2 separate regions of the Mus musculus genome follow, and region 1 is linked to region 2. The links are chromatin contacts, called in public Hi-C maps. All regions are on one chromosome and are shown on one strand. The core of a region is the stretch at or near the end of the contact, and the rest is flanking DNA. Distances in the headings are between cores, read along the strand shown.

Region 1 (6,462 bases), core at 3,864-6,363, 440 kb before region 2:
GATGTACTTGCAAATCTTTTCCTGTCCTGTATCTTTTACAGTTGACCAGCGCCAACATTTCTTATTCTAATTGAATAGCTTGACAAAAGAGTGCCTTTGGCCTGCAAATCCATTTCTCCCTTCTCTTTCTTCCTCAGTAAAATTGAAATATGTAGAACAGTGAGGGACAGGTAACTGAGATGATTGTTTCTGTTGCTGTCATTTACAATTCATGGAGGAAAAAGAGAAATCGGATTTGTTGGATAAGCTCTATGACTATTTCCATCTCTGCTTGCCTTCTCTTCAAACTCTAACATCTTTGTCTGAATACAAATAATAGACAGAGAAGGGAAAAGGAGAATGGATGTTGTTCCTCCCACTCTGGGAGGACTAAGAATGGAACTAGCAATATTTCTAAAGAGTGGACACCCCCCCCCCTAATCTGGCTGTCATCAGGCAATTTATCTGTCCATATATCACCATCACCAAATTCCAAGTTCTAAGGTTCCTTTGGGGAGCATCAGTTATGAAAGTAAGATGTGAATAAGAGAGATGACTGTAGATTTGAGTTTTCTCAAAAGTGTAGCCAAATGTAGTCACATCCCAAGCCTCCCAAAGTAGAAAACACATTATAGCGTCTGCATCCCAAAAGACAATAGAAAGAATGTAAGAGCCAGAGATGAGAAGGAACGCTGGGAAGCACTATCTGCTCTACATGGCATGGCCATGGTGCCCGAGAACTCACATCAGCTGTGGTTGCCCGCCAAAGACTTGCACAAAATGGAGCCTGTCCAGAGTCTGTCATGCTTTGAGGAGGGGGTCTCAAGGCCTCACCCCTCTCACATTGTCAGGAGCTGTTGACAAATCATGGTTGCTGAGAGAAGGGGAAGTCACTTTCCTCGGTGCTATGGCTACTAGTAAGCTGCCCACAGTCTAAGAAACTGTCTCCCATCCATAGTCACACTAATTAAGCTAATTAAACTCAGTGGGGTCCCAAGTAACAGTAAAAATTAAACACATGAAGGTGGGAGGGCCTGTTGGGAAGAATAAGGGCTCAACAGTATCATTAAGAGGATGGGAAAAAGGGATGGGGTAAGATGGTCAAGACATTAACCTACATGTATGAATTTTTCAGAAGACTCTTTTTAAAATAGTGTCTATGTGTGAAGTACAGTTTCTTTGTTTCTTCGGATGAAGAGGGACCCCTCTCCCACTCCCACCCTTTGCCTCACTCTCTACATGGTAACCCTTCAAAGACCTTCCTGGCCTCAATTGGTTGGTAAATGGGAGTAGAGACATACATAATTGCAGTCTGAGAAAAATTCTTCCCCTTCTTGCAGGCATGTGGTCCCAAAGTAGCTTTATGTTCAGACTGAGACTCAACAAGGACATGGGTCCTGAATTTCTACAGCATCCAGCATCTGGCTCCCTAAACTAGAACTCCAGGAACTGTGGCCCCAAAAGTTTTTGGAAGTCATTCATATAATACAGACCATAATATCTAGAATCGTAGAAACTGTGTAACCCAGGAGCATTTATAAAGAACAACATGTACACCCCTGAGCATTCATAACCATCGGCATTCAGAAGCTACAGCAACAGTTAGAAGCATGTCAATGCATTGTACAGTCCTTCAGAGTAGTATTAGAACACACAAGAATATGGAAGTCACCGGGAATACCCATCATTTGGTAGACTACTTGCTTTGTATGCATGAGGCCCTGATTTGATACTAGAGAAAAATGTGGAGTTCTGCCCTATACTGTAGCCACTTAGTCATATTAGCTGAGAAGCACTTGCCACATGGCTGTTCACGTTGAAATAGTTTGTACGTGCTCGGTAAAGAAATTCGTTAATCACATGTATAAATAAAGCTAAAATTAGAGCAATTAAAATTACCTTCACTTCTCTCCTTTCAAATCAGACTACAAGAAGATGTAAAATCACATATATGGCCCCCAATGTATTTTGCACACTAGTGTTAGACTCTGAAGCCTTATCAGTGAGGAACACTTCCATCTGCAATGAGGGGGTCAAGCATATGCAACAGCCATCCCGTCCCAGGCTTTCTACCTCTAGGCTGTCCTAATCACTCTGCAGTCACAGGGTTGCTTTGGTCTTCATCAGCAGATTAAACTGCTCTCTGAAAACATCGTGATTTTCCTCTCTGATATTTTTCACAGCTGTATACATCTCTTAAAAGAACTCAGCCAAATCAAAACCAAGCATACCTTAATGTGCTGTGAGTCAGAAGTATGCCATTTACCTTTTCTTTCTAATAGCAAGTAGAAAGGAAAACTCAGCAAGCTCCTATTTGTCCCAGCACCAAGTAGAGGATGATTGCCTGTTCTCATCTGCCGGGAGCTACATAAACAGTGCTAAGGCCACGCTGGGCCAAAGCTGCCACAGCTGGATGAGAGGCATACCCCCCATCTCCACCCTGACTCCCAAAGGGCAGTACATATGAGGCGAATGAGCCTCCCAGACCGCTGGGATTGAAAGTCCCTCAGACTGTATGCAGCAGTAGCCTGAACATTATCACATTCTCTGCAGTCATTGCCTCCAGTTGTGTGTGAGAAAATAGACCTGGCTGTGTTTATTCAACATGTGCAGGCTGATAGCAAAATGCCCACTGGCTGATTGCTTGCCTTCTGTTTTCTTGGTCTTTAGCCACAACAAACCTCCAATAAGAACTATATCTTAAGATTTGGTCATAATTGAGGGTGGGGGAAGAAGCCTGGGAATGAAACATCCGTGCACATTTGCTTCATGTCAGCAGATGAGTTGCTTTCTGCCCACTATGCACTATTCAATGATATATGCCTTGTGCTGTCCTATAAGCCCATAGGGAGCTATGCTTCAAGCCCTGTGATTAAGTCCAGGTAAGTGTTAAAGAGGAATGCCAGTATCCTGCATCTGTGTAACCCTTTACAAAAGTGGAGATGGACACACAGGAAAAACAAACATCTACTCCCAGACATCTTAGATAGAAAAGCAAAATTGGAAAATTGCCATTGGCTTTGACCTTGGCTTGATAACCCTTCATGGAGAAGCTCAGGCCTGGAAAATAGCAATCCTTGGGGTACATCTGAAGTAGATCAAGATGAAGAAGCAGCAAGAGGATCACACTGCTACCTTGTTTAGAGATTTCAGGGACTTGGCAGCTTTGTAAGGAACCTAAGCCAAGGGCCTGGCAGTGGCTAGACCTTTCTGCACTCTACAAGGCATCCAGGTTGGCTACCTCTGGCATATGTCTATTCCTCTTCCTGAATAAGTATGACCCTAAGGACAGAGTGCCAGGGAGCAATAGGAATGTGCTGGCAGGACCTATCATCACTGGGTGCCAGCATCAGGGGGTGGGGGCAAGGGAAATGTTTAAGTCCATATGAGATAGTGAGAGGAAACGGACTGGTCAGGAAAAAAGGACACAAGTAAAGGGGTACCTTTAGTAGTATAGAACTCTCGTACTTGAACAAGACAGTTCTGGATACAGGGAAGAAACTGAGAAAGTCTACTCACCTAGAGCAGAGCTGCTAATGGCCAGAGTAGTTGAGACTGATCCTGAGTTAGGTAGGAGTATGGTGAAGGACCAAATCTGCTCTGAACTAACTGTAGCTTTCTCCCTGATGGCCGGTGAGATCCTGGGCCCAGCCATCTCCTATAGGAAACAAGGTTTTGCATACCATTTATATGAAGAAACATTTAAACTCTTTTACAACAAAAAAGAAATAATTAACTAGAGTCTAAAAATAGCATTTAAGGTTTTGCACATTAAAAAAGCTTTATCAGACTCGGTGGGGGAAGCTGGGAGAGGGTAGCGCTTGGGATGTAAATAACTAATAAAAATTTAAAAAATATGTTTATCAGGCTTGAGAAATAGTCTGTCCAGCAAAGTGGCTTGCTGTGTGAGCATGAAGTACTGAGTTCAATCTCCAGAACATACTTAAAAAAAATAAAAAATAAAAAGGCTCAGTGTTTTTAATGCTAGCACAATGGAGGCAGAGACAGGATCCCTGTAGCTCACTGAGCAGATAGTCTAGCCTTTGTAGAAAACTCTCTAGAGAGTCCCTGTCTCAAAATTGTCCATGATCATGCATAAAAGAGCACCCAAATCCACCCGCATGCTTTTTAAAATTGCTTTGTCATGCTAGGTTCATTGTAGTAAAAGTCTCTGTGATTCCTCCTTTCAGAAAGGTACATTGACTCGTTCCTGGCTCACCCTTGTCCATGGGCATATGTGGGGTTATAGCATCACTGTTAACCTATATATAGTTCTGGGTCTTGGTTTTGTTTGTTTTTTTTTTCCATGTACTGTGCTAGAAGCAGCATTACTTGGTGTTTCTCCGAAGGCTCTCTGATTGTCATGGTTACTAATTGGACTGTATTTCTCCACAGACTCTCTGACATCAGAGTTACTGATTTTTATTGCCCTTTACAATGTAGCTCTCCTAACTGCTGAATATTTTAGATTTTTTCCACAGAATACAATGAATGCTGTTATATTTATATTTTCTCCTTCTACTGAATTGCTTCCCTACAAAGATAAAGTATTTGTTGATATCTGATTCCATTTTGCTTTCCATTTAAACCAACAGCAGGCGTATGTGTTTGTTGTATCCACTGCAGTTTCAAGGTGATTTCTTTTCTAGTTTAACATTTATTTTTAAAGATGGTGGAATTTGAACTTAATTCTTACAGGCAATCTTCTCTTTAGTGTCTCTTGAGTGATAGAACCATATAGTCTTGGAACAAAGACAAATGCTTTGATATAAAAGTATATATGTGTATACATATAAGCATCCTAAACTACAAGTATAAATCTAAACATAATTTGCTTTATATATCAAATGCCATTTTGCCTAGCAGTATCTTATTTTCCTTTGCCATATAGTGCAGCAAATATTTGAGTTAGTTTTTTCTTCACATTCCCTGAAAGAGAAACAGCTTTAACAAACAACATTGAAACAATTAAAGGCCAAAAGCAAAGCAATGGGAAGGACAATTGTGCACCTCTTGTGGTCCTTATTAATTGGTCTGCATGCACACACATCTCTAGCCAGCCTCTTTTGTCTAGCCTGTCAGAGGACATTAGCTGAGACCAATCTTGAAGCTACTTCCTGGCTCCCAAATGGACATAGTCACTAAGAAAGAAAGACTCATTTATTAGAATGAATTTTTTGCTGCGTAAGTGAGGATTGTACAAGGCACATTTCATGCATCATTATCTGGGTCTGATTAGCAATGATGGAAATTGGTCCTCAATTTTAACAATCAGCGGAAAGGAACCTTCAGCTCTCGCTGAAGACGGACAATTGCCATAGACATTTCTGCATTTTCTGCACAATAGGAAAATGGAGGCAAAGGCCCTTGCAGAGGCAGCTCTTAAATTGTTTTGGCAGCACTTGTCTCACATATGCCATTCTCCCTCTGACGCAAATAAATCATGACCTTGCTGTCCTGAGCAGCAGGATGACATATCTTAGGATGCCCTGTGCCACAGGGGGCCACATTGTCCCTCATGGCCCTAGACATGGCTAGGCCACCTGGTCAATGCAGCCAACCCTCACTCAAGCTTTGGAACAAGTGCCACCTGTCTTTGAATGATATGTGACCTTGCACATGTCAGTGGGTCTCTTTTTAGTTTCCTATCTAAACAATGACAGTGACAACACCAGTTACATTACAGACCACTTGTGAGGATTGCAATACTAGGATTTATACATACAAACAAATTCTACTTGGAGTCCAGCAGGCAAACACTCTTTCCCTAGCACAAAGGCATGCCATGCTTCTGGGGCTTGCTTTGAAAGGCCTCTAAGAAGGAAGCCATAGTGAAGGCCAAGAATGGGAGCTTTTATACTACTACAGTGGGTATAATGTTTTCTGTTGTTCATGTCAAGGTCTTTACTATTACAATAAAAAGATCCAAAGGTAGTTCCCTTCTGTGGGCGACACAATGAGGTTCCCAAGCTCCCTTCCCTGCTATCCTCTGCCCAGTTCAGGAATTAAGATGCAGTAATATGATGAAAAGGAAACATGTCAGACAATAGGAAAGCCCCTTATTGTAGAGGAGTGAATTGGTTTTTCCTTTTCAAGTCTTGCAGGTAGATTACTGCTAAGGGGCAGCACAGAGGGAGGCAGGGCTTGCAGAATTGAAGGGTTTCTGAATACTTCCCATACAGCCCCATATGCTCTGAGATTCTCTTTGACAGCACAGGAAGTTAAAAAAAAAAAAGTGCCCTATACCAGAGCCTAAAGCCTACATGACTGCAGCCCAGGGGATGCTGATAGATTGCAGATTGTCAGGAACAGGCTGGCAGTTTAGAGTCATGTGTGAAGACACAGCCCTGGCATCATGACATACAGCTGCTCATCAGGTGCCTCACTTCTTAAGATGTCAGCTGCAGTGCAGTGCAGCTATCCTGGAGTCTTACCAGCACGTTTGCTTGTCTAGTACAGCAGAGAGAAAACATGGGGACCACA
Region 2 (7,151 bases), core at 3,395-5,894:
CTACACCAAAATAAATCATGAAGGGTTAAAGATGTAGTAGGCATGAAAGACATAATAAGCAGTCCACAGTGTGTAAACAGCTGTAATCATAGGAACTTGCTGGTGTAGAGGAGTTGCTGGCATTGTTGCTGCCAGCTCTAAGTGATTGTACAAGGAGCTCAGGTGTTGAGGCCAGTCTCCCTTCAACCCCAATGAAACAGACTCACAAAGAAGCAGATTTCCACCCATGTGTGCTCTCCTCTCGCTCTAAAAGCCACTGTGCCTAAATCCTTCTTAAAGCGGTCAGTGTACCTTCCTCCCACCATGTTTCCTGAAATGAGGAAATGCTCTACAATTCTGTAGATGGCAGACGCTAACCCACAGCGGGAAAGATGACACTTGAAAGATGGCTCATCTGGCAGAACTACCTTTTCAATTTCCTTTAGTTCCACACAACAACTAGATTAAAATAGCTGAATGTGACTAACGGTACTGTATCAGATAGCTCAGGCACATACACTCTGAGGCGGCGACGTCAAACATTCATTTTCACTTATGAGTCATGTAGTTATGGCCAGGTACCTTGGGCCTTTATGAGTCACTATCAGGTTATTTTTTGGCACCATGCCACTGACATCAAGTTTGTTTATGAGCTCCGTTGCTGGCAAGAGGCTCCAGAGAAAAGGTCAGAGTGTGGGATGGGAATTGAAGACCCTGTCTCTGAGTCACTCAAAAGATAGGCTGAGACCAGTAGTTATGTATGTCCCCAACATGGCTACTTTATCCTCGTTAAGAAAAGACCTAGACTTTCCTGATTCCCAGTAGAAGTCAAATAATTACTTCAGAAGTCCTGGATAGAGAATGTGAACCCTCCCTTGCAGTGCAGTGCACCGTGGGTATGTTAGGTGTTCCAGCTGAAACTACCATGCTACAGTTGCTATTGCCTAGAAAGCAGGGGTGTGTGCAAGCTGCAGCACGCTTTGCTTGGCCTGCATTTCTGGGAGAGATTTCCAAGGTGCCTGACTCCCTATTGTGCCCAACAGGGCTGCAGCCAGCCTTTGTGTTTTCCCCTAGTCTGTGTCCAAGACACTCTAGAAACTGTGGTTTGTGACTCCACACAGGGCTCTCTTCCCCATGCTGTCCTGGGATCTAGGGTTGTAGGCACCAGAGAACATGAGAGTGCTAAACAGGCTTTTCAGAACCCATGTGGGAGCACTGAGTCCAGGATAAGAAGGAATTTGACTCAGAGTGTATAGAGCAGCTGCTCTGTGCCAGATGCCAGTCAACACCCTTGAATATGGAGATGAGACGACCCCCCCCCCCACCTCCTTATTATTTGAATCATTCTTTGTATCACCAGCTCCATTAACAATTCAGCCTTCCAAATGTGTCCTGGGCATCCTGCTTTCAGGGACTCCCCTTGAGTCAGTTACCTTGAATGAGCCACACAGAACACTTAGCCCTAGCCAGTCCTTGGATAGTTTCATGTCTGCCACAGAAGTCATCACTTATAAGCCTGGAGGAAAAAAGGATACCTTTTCTTCTAATGGCCTCTCTCTAATGGCTGCTTTTTGTCTTTCTCTTTTCTCCAGGATTCATCACTGACTACAGGGTAAGTGAGTGGCTTTGCCCATTGTAATCAAACTCTGAGGTGCCAAGGGCTCCCTACTGTGCTGTTGCTGTCACACACACACCCCCACCACATTCCGGAGCAGGAGGCCACAAGAGGCAGCTTCTAAATGTGTTCTGACAGACATATTAGGTGGCTTTGCCGTAAGCATCTCTGCCACGTCCATCAAGGGTCGGTCTTCACAGCCCACGTGGCCCTTTTTTCTGCCTTCTGCCTGTACTTGGGGCAGCGTCCTGGGGAGTGCTAGGGCAGAGTCAGAGAAGAGCCAGCCTCTTGGACAGGATCGTAGTCTTGGCAGTCTTTCCTCTACTCACTTTACTTCTTTCTCCATTTTTTTTTTTTTTTAATATTCACCACAAATGTTTTCTGGATTTTGAAAACACCAGGATGTCCCAGCTTTGCTCTGGAAAGGAATTTGGAACCGCAAGTAATGCTGGGAGGTTTCTTCCAAGAATAGAAGCCAAGCCGGGCTGGGAACATGAGGGGCCCACTGCATCTGCTGTCTCTCTCAGAACACGAAGGGGCCCACTTCATCTGCTGCCTCTCTGACTAAAAAAAAAATCTGACCTGGCTTATTTGCTGGGTGGGGAGGCGGGTGTGCATGGTGAACACAAGACACTATCAAAGCATCTTGTCCGAAGTAGTGTGTCTAAATTCTTGGGGCAGTATGTCAGCCACTGATAATAAGGGGTAGCAGGATTGCCTCTCCTAGACACAGAGTACCCTTCCTTCTTCTGATGACAGCTGCAGGCTGGCAGGTGCAGGTTACCAGGGAATCTTCATCCTATCTTCTCCCAGGCCAGAGTCTCATGGAAGCTTGTGCTATGGGGAAAAGCTAGGACTTGTGCAGCTATGGGTATGGCCAAGAGAACACTCCATTTTCTCCTTTAACTTTGTACAAGCTAGCCCTATTTAGGATCCAAGTTACCTTTTAGAAAGCACAATTTAAGGGATACTATAAGAATAATATTAAAAGTAGTTTGAGGATAAGATCACTTAAAATCTTTTCATCCTGACACTTCTGTGGGCTTTGGATTTGTATTACTCTTGTGGGGGGTACAAATGCCAGACTTTTGAGAGGAAAAGCTCTACGTTAAACAGAGCTTGGCAAGTCTGTCAGCAATTGTCAGCAGACCCTCCATTGTTTTAAGTGAACTTGGCATGAGGTCAGATGTCCCCTTCCCCACAATGGTACTTAAACTGTGCAGAAGCAAAATGGAAAAACAAACAAACAAACAAAAAAACCCCGCACATCCTATGGCCTTATTGTCTCATTCTGATTTTATATACTTGGTAAAAGTTGCAGGACTGCTGCATAATAATTCAGGAAAACCAGAGGCCTTCATAAAGAAACAGTTTAATAATAAGGAATTAAACTAGGGAGTAAAGTCTGATGGCGCACACCCTTAACCCCAGAACTCAGGAGGCAGGGGCAGGAGGTTCTCCTAGCCTACCAACCTAGCCTACTAAGTCCATGCCAGCTGGGGCTACATAATGAGACTGTGCCTCAAACAAAAAGCAATTATACCATAGGCATACAAGTATAGGGGAAACAGCATATATACATTTGGTGTTGTCTCAGATTTCATGATTCAGGGAGGAACGACTGCATTTAAAAATAAACTCTGTGTTCCTAGAAGCAGCACGGAGCTCACTCTTAATTGTAGCTAAAGCTAATTCTTAGTGGGCTCTGTGATGGTAGACAGCGGGCGAGTTTAGGGTGCTTTTCCCAACTGTAGAACACCACCCAGAAGGGAGACTGCGCTTTCTCTCCAGGAGACTGGAGCCTCCGGACTAGATAAGAAGTAAAGAGCTCCCCTCCCCCAGCCCGCCCTTTGTAAGCCCAAGTAAAAGAATTTCAAAGAAAGCCAGGAAGTAGTGCAAGGCCATCCTCCCGACAGGCCTGTGTCTCATGCCTGCCCTTTCCTACGTGCTTTTATTGCATTTCCAACCATCATCCATCACCATCAAGAAGAATGTGAGGAGCCAGTGTGAACAGCCTGTCAGATGACCGTCTGGAAAAGCTAGGAGAAGCAGAGGCAGGCTTCTTTGGTAAAAGGGTATTAGGGGTCACTCCCCAGAGGTCAGTGAGACAAAGGCGCTGATACTGTTTCAGAGTGCAGCTTCAGTGCATCCAGGCAGAGAAAGGCAGACACACAAGGAGTTCAGCACCCTCTCTCTGCCTGGATGACCTCCTGCCCCCTCGGAAGCTGCCTAGGGCAGGACCACATCATTCCTATTTCTTCCTGGAGTGCCTCCTCTGGGGTGTACTCAGCAGACATTTGTGCGTTGAAAATGGTAAACTTCAGTGCCTCTCGTTCAGTGTTTCTTCTGTCCTCATCTCCACAGGATGTGAAGGCAGCTTCTCCCTCTCTTCTCCCCAGCTCACACAACAAGTTGTACGCCTTCCCGGCTGGGAAACGGCCATTCTATAGGAAACTGGCTGCTTCCAGAAGAAACCGGCTGACTGGGAAGCTGAAAAGGAGCCTGGCTGTTTGCACTGTTCTCACTGACGGGTTCTTTATATTTTATTTCAGCACTGGCAGATCCCACTGGGGCGACGATTTCGCTCTTTGAAAATGTGGTTTGTTTTTAGAATGTACGGAGTCAAGGGGCTGCAGGCTTACATCCGAAAGGTGACTGCCTTCTTTGTTTATCTAATGTTCTAACGGTCGGTCGTAGGAAACTCAGAAACGAATTCAGGTGTCTTTGTAAGCAAACACCATCATGCATTGCCTAACAACAGGGATAAGCTCTGAAAAGTACATCATGAGGCCCTTTCATAAACATGAGGGCATCAGAATTTTCATATACAAGCAGAGACAGACAATTTCCTAGAAGGGACAGGCCTTTGGGGACAGAGGAATGGATGTGATAAGTTATTCTCCCCCAGTGAAACGAGTCAATTCAAACCAGGTTTGAATAAAGGCAGGTTTCTTGGGAAGCAGCTCTGGGGCGAGTTCACTGGTCCCAAGGAACGAGGCGCCACGAGGAGCGAGACAGAGGGGAGGGGGAAGAGAAAGCGAGAAAGAGCATGCGCGTTCAGGGAGAGAGAATGCAGAGAGGGGGGAGTGAGGGGGAGCGAGAGGCCAAAATGTCTGGATTACATAGGAAAGAGCTTCTGGGGGAGGGGAGGGGAGGGGAGGGGAGGGGAGGCCCAGCCCGGGGCTGGAAAGTTCAGGCTGGAAAGAGAGTGAGAGCAGCCATGATCTGCTGTTGTCTGAAAGAGCGTTTTTTTTTTTTTTTTTTTTTTTTTTTTCCTTAAGCACAGCGTTGGAATCAGGCAGTAGTTTGGGCCTTTACGATTAAGGCACTCACAAACTGGTTCTATGTATCTTCTAAGACACTTTCATTAGAATATAGGTTATCAGCTCCAGGAAGTTAATTAAAAGCAGTGTGTAAATTTAATGTTTTCCACGTATCCATCCAGCAGTAATTTTGACGGAGCAATACTAGTAATGAGAGCATAATGTTTTTCTCCCCCACTACCGCCAAACAAAATGAAATAAAACAAGCAAGCAAACGAACAACAGCAGCAACAACAACCCAAACCTCCCAAACTAAGAAAACCTTTGAGTTGGTTGGGATAGATACCATCTAGTCCTTTTGTCTCAAGGAGGCTTTCTGGGCAGTATGGAACTTCGGTTCCAATAAGCCACCCAGTCACTATGATGTGCCTTAAAGTAGCTTGAGGAGCCGCTTATTATTCTAAGTCCTACTACCCTACTTTTTTTGTTTGTTTGTTTGTTTCCAGGCTAAGCCCTGAGTATGAGCCAGGACATGTCTACCCATTTAGTCAGATGCAGAGGGCCCAGTGACTTCAGCTGAGTCCTTTCTAAGCCACAACATCATCTTGATGAGGCAAGCATGCCTGTGGTTTCCAGCCTGTGGTGGTGACAGCTTTCCCCTTAAGTCCCACTGCATTACCAGATGTGCAGCTAAAGGCAGGGGCTGAGTGTCTCGGGCCCTCTTCTATGACAGGATGCAGAAAAGCAGTTGTTAGAAGAGTACCCGTGTCTCTTCTAAACTGGCATCTGTCCAGGTCACAAAACTGTTGTAAGGAAATGTATGCAAACATTGAGCAGTGTAAGAAGCTACACAGGGGAAAGAACTAGAAACCTAGAGTGTGTGTAGATTTCTAGATAGTCCCTGATCCAATTGCAAACGGGATAAGGAGGGTGAGTCAACTTGTGTGTAATAAGAAAGAAACCCCAAGTGGTTTATCAGTCAAAGGTGGTGATGACTCTCAGTTCAGGACAGCTCACTGCGATTAGCTTGTGCCAGGTTAAAGACACACCACACCTCTTTCTGGAAAGGCCCCAATCCAGCCTTCACAGGAGACCATAGGAATGGTCAAAGATGGCGTTCCTAGGCTTGAGCTAATTGAAGAGCATTTTAGTCCTGAATCTTTGGTGCCCTCTGGTGGGAAGACTTGAGACAATTGCTTCTGTGGCATCTATGACCAAACAAGCTGTGTGTGCTTCAGCTCCTCTAAAGGATGGGCCTTGTGGAAGGTAGTGCTGGATGCCAGGAGGCTCCAATTAGCTAAGTGTGCCCTTGGAGAGTGAGCAAATGTTCATATGTGGTTTTAATCAGTTTTTGAATTCTTTAAACATCTAGAGATTAAATAAGTTGGTGTATTCAATGCGATCACATAGCGTTTTCTTTTTCCTTTTAATTATTTTATTATTTTGGAGCTAGGGTCTCAGTATGTAGCCTTGGTTGGCCTGGGGCTCAGTATGTCGATCAGGTTGGCCTCAGGCTCAGTATGTCGATCAGGTTGGCCTGGGGCTCAGTATGTCGATCAGGTTGGCCTCAGGCTCATAGAATCTTCCAGGTGCTGTGATTACAGGCACACACCATCACACCAGAGGGGACACAGCTCTTGAATGTGGCAGGTTAGGGTGATTCCTGTCTGTAAGTTGGAATCAGGCTGGGATCACTATCCCATTTACTGCAGAAGTGATACCCCAGTGTACACATCAGATGCAGCTGATGTGAATCTCAGCTGAGCCCAGGTATGACTGAGGCCTACGCTATGACACTTGTTCTTGCAGGGTCTCAGTTTCCTATCTACAAATTAATAAAGCTATCATGAGGAGGTCAAGGTGGCCTTTTTTTCTTTTAGAATCTTCAACTACTTCTTTATAATGTTTATTATAAAATTATAAACGGAAGGGGGTTAAAACATAGATCCATGGACAGAAGAAAATGAGGTTTTTTTTTTTTTTTTTTTTTTTTGAGGAAGCTGGAATCCTTGTGGTATAGGGCAGATGAGTTTCTTCTCAACCTATGTGGGAAATGCTGGTGAGGATGCAGGACATTGCTCAGCGCATGTGAATGACTAATAGATGTGCAGCCCTATAAGGTACTGGGTGGCCAGGGTTAGGCTAAAGTTGTGATGAGAAAGACAGCAAGTTTCCCTTCCCTTTTTCCAGCACGTGGAGCTGTCTCATGAGTTTGAGTCACTGGTACGCCAGGACCCTCGCTTTGAAATTTGCACAGAAGTCATTCTTGGGTTGGTCTGCTTCCGGCTAAAGGT

What was found. A called contact is a pair of places that touch in the nucleus more often than the background predicts.
Region 1: a Hi-C map of embryonic retina shows a contact between it and region 2, with 1.6 times the contacts expected there. The contact joins two enhancer-like sites. A contact is called at or near these places in 6 of 39 promoter capture datasets (cranial neural crest, frontonasal cranial neural crest, liver and 3 more), 1 of 484 Hi-C or Micro-C datasets (embryonic retina) and 2 of 115 datasets of contacts at active chromatin or transcription factors (bone marrow-derived macrophages and embryonic basal ganglia).

Annotation. Positions count from the first base shown.
Region 1 is chr11:12,256,517-12,262,978 of GRCm38.p6, reverse strand. The region is part of intron 10 of Cobl (cordon-bleu WH2 repeat); the gene reads left to right. Among named protein-coding and RNA genes, the nearest start is that of Gm12002, 55 kb to the left of the region's middle. Within about 2 kb of position 5,113, at least 4 of the 459 cell types and tissues checked have an H3K27ac peak or open chromatin away from gene starts, as enhancers often do. A contact at or near this core is called in embryonic retina, where this site is marked.
Region 2 is chr11:11,819,289-11,826,439 of GRCm38.p6, reverse strand. It overlaps Ddc (dopa decarboxylase), which reads left to right. Exons shown (of 15, transcript NM_001190448.1): 11 at 1,572-1,591; 12 at 4,147-4,245; 13 at 7,048-7,149. Among named protein-coding and RNA genes, the nearest start is that of Gm51937, 13 kb to the left of the region's middle. Within about 2 kb of position 4,644, at least 228 of the 459 cell types and tissues checked have an H3K27ac peak or open chromatin away from gene starts, as enhancers often do. A contact at or near this core is called in embryonic retina, where this site is marked.